Regions from separate parts of the Mus musculus genome. Here region 1 is linked to region 2. Evidence: chromatin contacts called from public targeted proximity ligation data. All regions are on one chromosome and are shown on one strand. The core of a region is the stretch at or near the end of the contact, and the rest is flanking DNA. Distances in the headings are between cores, read along the strand shown.

Region 1 (3,367 bases), core at 24-2,523, 160 kb before region 2:
ATCTAGACTTCTGACCTATAGACACACACACATCATGCATGGACACACACACATACACATACACACAATAAAACAATATCAAATTTGAAGAAATGATCCCACAGATAAGGTCTAATAAAAAGCTGGCTTTAAAAACTTGGGGGCAAATCTGAAAAGGGTATTGGCAAGGTTTGATTGAATTAGAATTTTTCATCCTTTTTGCTTTCAATGTCCCTTGTGTGTGCCTACCCAAAACTTGTCCTGTGCTTTCTTCCCTTCTTGGCTTTGTCCCTTTCGATAGCCTCTGCCTATAATGTTCTTTCAGTTGGTCAGCTTGCAAAGTGCCAGCCATCCTCTCATCTCAGTGTGCTCAGTCAGGGAGAGTCTAATGAGTGTCTTTCGTATGCCAATTGGAATTTTTAAAAAGTCAATATGTCACATCTGATTCCAAAGACCTCACTGCTCCAGTACAGCAGTTCTCAGACAAGATCCTTATTTTCCAGGTGAGATAAAAATAAATGGAAGGGGGGCTGGTGAGATGGCTCAGTGGGTAAGAGCACCCGACTGCTCTTCCGAAGGTCAGGAGTTCAAATCCCAGCAACCACATGGTGGCTCACAACTGACTCCCTCTTCTGGAGTGTCTGAGGACAGCTACAGTGTACTTACAATAAATAAATAAATAAATAAATAAATATAAATAAATAAATAAATGGAAGGGAAGAGAGAGATGACTCCATGGTTAAGAGACATCTGCTCTTGCAGCATACCCAAGTTCTATTCTCAGCAACCACATGGTGGTTCACAACTGTCTGTGAGAGCAGTCACTGCACACACAAAGCAGATAAGCATACATAGAGGCAAAATATCCATACACGTTACATAAAAGTAAATGACTTTAAACCTATGGAAGAGAGTTGAGTGTAACTTTCATTTTATCCATTGATTCCATCTTTTCTCATTGCAGTTCAATGATTTCAAGTGTCTAAGCACTCCAGCTCCACAGCTCTCTCTGTGTTCTCCTGGGATCATGTATTTCTTTGCTGTGAAACTGAGTCAACCTGTCCTCTATTTCAGCACAGTACATCCAGCCCTGAATGTCCAGGTCATTCTTTTGTCTCCTAGAACACCCAGCACAACCTCAACTCTCCATTCAGGCACCTTGAAGCCCTTGACAAAATGAGCTGTATTTAATTGGTTCCATAACTAAAACAGGAAGCAAATGTGGGTGTGGAAGCTCTGACCAGCTGCTGACCCAGGCCTCACCCAGGAAAGAAGTAGAGAGGACTTTGGATCATTCTAAATGAATCGCCCAACTGCACAGGGTGCAGTCAATCTCTCGGGGAGTAAGTTTTCTACAGCAAAGAGTTGGGAACCGGAGCAAGAGAGACTTACTTGGCAACCGGGCACAGTAAGGTGAGTGTGTGTGATCAAATGGTTATATGAATTGCTGATGAATGGAGATAAGGGGTTTGTGTCAAATGAGACATGGGGAATGTAAGTGGATGAAAGACGCTGGAGAGGTATATTGGGTGAAAAACATAGAAGGGTGTATTGTACTTATTTTATTGTGTCTGTTCCAAAAACAGAATGGAAGAAGAGAAACTTTTAAAGGTATACCACTCACTGGGTATGGGTTAATGCTGAGACCCACAGGGTAGAAGGATAAAATCAACTCCCACCAGTTATCTTCTGGCCTCCAAGTGTGTAACATGGAAGGCACACATACACACATACACACACAAATAATAAAATGGCCCTAGAAAATTAAACCAGACAACACACACACCCACTACACTGACAATAGACTTCCCTTGAGCACAATGGCCTCCATTTTTCTAATATGTACATGACATTGGAGAAGTCAACACTACTGTCACACTCTGTTTCCTTTTCCAAAATCTAAGAGAACTAAACTCCATGTTCCCCAAGAGTCTTTCTACCTGTGGGACTCTGAGATCAGATAATTCCACTGTACACAAAACAGGATCAAGATAGTAGGAGACATGCAAAGAGTGAAATGGCACAGCCTGGCTTCCGGGAGTGCCTAGCCTCTCCGGGCTTTACTTTTTCATCCATGGGACAAGTTAAAACTGTAAGAGAAGCATTTGTAAAGTGTTGGTTGCCTGGCACTTACCTGGCATATGCCTGGCATTCTCAACAAGCCCTGAAATAGAAGTTTAACATTATCTCTAAGATGGTGTTAACAAATAGGTGGGGTTGAATTGCTCAGGTAAAAATCATTCTTGGTTATTTTAAAGTGTTTAATGTCCTATGTGTGTGCGTGTGCATGCACATGATCAAGTATGTGTGTTCACATGTATATGGAGACCACAGGACTATATAGGGTGTCTCCCTTACTCGCTCTCCAGAGATCCCATCTCTCCTGTCCCACAGGTGCACCTAGCAATAAAGACAATATCAATAGACTTGTTATTATTATTAATTACTGTTATTATACTTTATTTACTTATTGTTTATGGTCACACAAGTGCCACTAAATGTTCTTGGAAATTAGAGAACAAATTTTAGGAATCAGTTCTCTCTTTCCACCACGTGAGTCTCAGGGTCCAAACTCAAGGTCACCAGGCAGAAATGACTTTACCTGCTGAGTCGTCTCACTGGCCCTACACTTGGCTTTTTACAAAAGGTGCTGGGAAATCTAAACCCATATCCTAATGTTTGTTGAGCAAGTGGCTACTGACTGAGCTGCCTCCCCAGCCTCTTGAAGTCTTTTTAAAATGTAAACACAGTATATAAATGATGAGTGATTCTGTTGTATTTCTTTTTCGTCAGCATGAATACAGTAACTTCACCGGGCCCCATGGCCAATTCTGTATATGTGGTGGCACCGCCCAACAGTTATCCTGTGGTCCCAGGAACCGTGCCTCAGATGCCTATTTATCCCAGCAATCAGCCTCAAGTCCATGTGATTTCTGGTCATCTGCCTGGTTTGGTGCCAGCTATGACCGAACCGCCTGCCCAGAGAGTCTTGAAAAAGGGACAAGTCCTAGGGGTAAGTAAGAGGAGTCCACTGTGTGAGCCAGAGACCATGTGCTACAGAGAGAGGAAAGCAGAGGCTTGAGACAGACTAATAGAAATTCCAAATAAGGGGCCAGGGAACAGGATATTTCAGTTAGTAAAGGGCTTAGTGCCATGTCAGCAAACTGAGTGCCATCCACAGAACCCACCTTACATAAGCTGTAGAAATGCACTCATCATCCCAGAACCAGGAAGTCAGAGACAGATAGATGTCTGCGGCTCTCTGCCCAGCCAACCTAGCTTACTTGGTGAGTTCCAAGCTAATGAGAGAACCTGACTTGAAAAAAAAAATGTAAAGGACTCCTGGGGATGATAACCAAGGTAGATGTTGGCCTCATCATACATGTAC
Region 2 (3,361 bases), core at 361-2,860:
GAGGAGAGGCCAGAGCAGGATGTCTGGTACCCCACTGCCTTAGTTTGTTTTCCAATACTGTGATAAACAGCATGACCAAAAGCAAACTGGGGAAGAAAAGATTAATTTCATTTTATATTTACAGGTAACAAATAGTGCATCACTGGGGGGAGTCAGGACAGGAGGAAACCACGGAGGAATGCTGCTTACTAGCTTGCTCCTCGTGACTCGCTCAGCTTACTTTTTTGTACAAACCAGGACCACCTGCCCATGCGTAGCACCACCCACAGGGCCTAGGCCCTCCTGGGTCAATCACCAATCAAGAAGACTCCCCTACAGGTCAATCTGATTTCTACAGGTCAACTGAGGTTTCTTCTCCCAGATGACTCTAACTTATGTCAAGCTGGCAAAAAATGAACCAGCACACCTGTTCATTACTGCGCCTGATTCCTTTGGGACGGGATCTCTCAGTGAATCTGGAGCTAGGCTAGCAGCCAGAAAGCCCCAGTAATCCTTTTATCTCTGATCCCAAGAGTCATGGTGTTACAAACACCTGGCTGTTTACATGGATGCTGGGAATTTGAACTCAGATCATCATACTTACATAACAAGCACTCTCTCCTCTCTCTCTCTCTCTCTCTCTCTCTCCCTCTCTTTCTCTCTCCCTCTCTCTCTCTCCCTCTCTCTTGCTCTCTTGCTCTCTCTCTCCCTCTCTTTCTCTCTCCCTCTCTCTTGCTCTCTTGCTCTCTCTCTCTCTCCCTCTCTCTCTCTCTCTCCCTCTCTCTCTCTCCCCCTCTCTCTCTCACTCTCTCTCTCTCTCTCTCTCCCTCTGTAGCCCAGGCTGCCTTCAAACTTATGATCCTCATGTCTCAGCCTCCCATGTGCTGGGATTGCAGGCATGTACCACCATGTGGACCCAGCAACTGGATTTTGATTTGTGCTGTATCATGTGTGTAATGTGTGACTCATCACAAGGTCAAGAACAGACTTCCACTTTTGCCATCATATTGGTGCTCAGAATATTTCAGACATTCGTGCATCTGGGATTTTGTGTTTTCTAGCAGAGGATGTGATCGCCAAGGATTAACTATGAGAACACTGAGAGGCGCTACCACCAGTCTCTGATTGCTTACCACCCACCACCCTCATTCTGCCAGCTCTGCCAGGAGCTGGGCTTGAGTGGGGGCAGGGAGTAACCTTGTATTCAGTTTCCAGGGTCCTGACAGGTAGAAGGAAACCCTGGAAGAAGGATACCTGGGCAGAAAGTTCCCACACCCATGTGAGACTGGGAAGCACCCAGTCAGTGGACTGAAGCATTCAGGAATGACTGCTGTCCTATAGCCTTCCTGCAGCCTCTTTGCTAGAAATCCCTGGGTAGTCCCAGCTGCCACAGAAAATTGGTGAGGGGTCAGGAGCAGCTTTCTAAAGATCCTTGATAGACCCAGGATGGAACGTGCCTTCTCCTGCCTCAGGGGAAGGAGTTTCTCCATAGCCCCTTGTAGGCTAAGCAGCTGCTCCCCCAGGTGGATCTCCTTTGCCCCTAGAGGCTACCACTTCCTGCCTGATGCATATAAAGATTTGGCCCCCCAAGTAGGATGATGGGGAAATCATAGAGACTGTTGTGGGTGTCTGTGCTGACAGACAGGGACCTCCATCATGGCCTGGGGTTGTTTTGTGGTCCTGCTTCTGCTGGCGGCAGCTCCCCTGAGATTGGGTCAGCGCCTGCATCTCGAGCCTGGCTTTGAATACAGCTATGACTGTGGGGTACGGGGCATGCAGCTGCTGGTGTTCCCTAGGCCAAACCAGACTGTCCAATTCAAGGTGCTGGGTGAGTGCTGGCAGACACCCTTCCCAATTTCCCATGCCTAGTCCCAAGCCCAGCCTGCTGCAAGGAGGGAGCTGCACCTCTTCCCGGGGGCAGGCGCTGGAGGAGAAGAGGCCAGTCACTCAAGAGGGCTGCAAGAACCAGCCTCTTGCCCATCACCACACAGAGACAGGACTCTCCTGTGCCCTGTGCACAACAATCACCTGTAGGAAAGACAGGCCCTGACTCCAAATGCTGGGCTCTCAACTTCCAGCTGCAAGCTTCGGGCCCACAAAACACCCTTGGGGGTGTGATTTAATGTAGAGAATAGGTGTGTGTGTGGGGGGGGGGGTTCTGTGTGATGATTTGAATCTCACTTTCAGAGCAGCATCTGCGAGGTGAGAAAGATGACCCCCTTCCCACACACACACTTGCCCTGTGCATGGAAAAAGAAGGGTGAGGGCAGCCCGGGGTGAGGTAGGATGGGGTGGGGTAGGGGTTCGGTGTTTGCTGTTCTGAAATAACAATGCAAGTGAGCAGGTGTCCCCAAATGAGACAGTTAAGATGACAAATAAGCTTCCTTCTTTCACTCTGCCCTCATTTCACTCCTATTGTGTTGGTCTGAGTCCTTGGGATTCCTAGATGCCTCAGCCAAGGTACGTGGTTAACTAAACTTAGGCTATAAGGTGTTCAGTCTGTGTCTGACACCCTGTGAACACTCCCTTATCCCAGCTACCAAGAGCCAACGACAGAAGTGAAAACCAAAACCAGAAAGGGAAAGACACTTGTCTAAGGCCACACAGCTGAGCTAGCAAGAAAAACTAGGTCTTGAAACAAGCCCGCCTCAAGAGCTTTTCAGAGGTTCCCAGCAGCCCTTTGCCCTCCAGCACCTGAGACTCCCTCCCCAATCTCCTCCCCCTACCCAGATGAATTTGGGAACCGGTTTGAGGTGAATAACTGCTCTATCTGCTACCACTGGGTGACCAGTGAGGCCCAGGAGCACACAGTATTCTCAGCTGATTACAAAGGCTGCCACGTTCTAGAGAAGGTAAGGAGAGTCACATGTGAGGACAGAGGGAGATTGTCCTAACTGCCCCTTATGACCAGAAAAGAATAGAGCCTATGAGGGGTGGGGAGTGGGTAGGTGACGGGTTAGATCCTGAGATACGCCACAAATCGGCTCCCTCTCCACCAGGGATGCTCAGTTTCCATTAACAGCAGCCAGCCTGGGTGGCAACCACTCCAGGACTGGGTGTAGTCAACAGCCAGGCACCATGCTCTGGCCTCCAGCCCAGCCCTCACGCTCACCTGAAGTGTCAGGTGGCCACACTCAGCTGCTCTCTATGGCTCTCTCATCTGCAGGATGGGCGGTTCCACCTGAGGGTGTTCATACAAGCCGTCCTACCCAATGGCCGTGTGGATATAGCACAAGATGTCACACTGATCTGTCCCAAACCAGACCACACCGTGACTCCGGACCCCTACCTGGCTCCACCCACCACACCTGAGCCTTTTACACCTCATGCTTTTGCCCTTCACCCCATCCCTGACCACACCTTGGCTGGGTCTGGCCACACT

What was found.
Region 1: a contact with region 2 is called in a targeted proximity ligation map of pancreatic cancer cells. A contact is called at or near these places in 1 of 130 datasets of targeted methods (pancreatic cancer cells) and 1 of 9 other capture datasets (liver).

The regions. Positions count from the first base shown.
Region 1 is chr19:11,079,009-11,082,375 of GRCm38.p6, reverse strand. It overlaps Ms4a8a (membrane-spanning 4-domains, subfamily A, member 8A), which reads left to right and starts at 1,273. Exons shown (of 7, transcript NM_022430.2): 1 at 1,273-1,392; 2 at 2,773-2,992. The coding sequence starts at 1,280.
Region 2 is chr19:10,918,850-10,922,210 of GRCm38.p6, reverse strand. It overlaps Zp1 (zona pellucida glycoprotein 1), which reads left to right and starts at 1,610. Exons shown (of 12, transcript NM_009580.2): 1 at 1,610-1,807; 2 at 2,710-2,831; 3 at 3,146-3,361. The coding sequence starts at 1,636.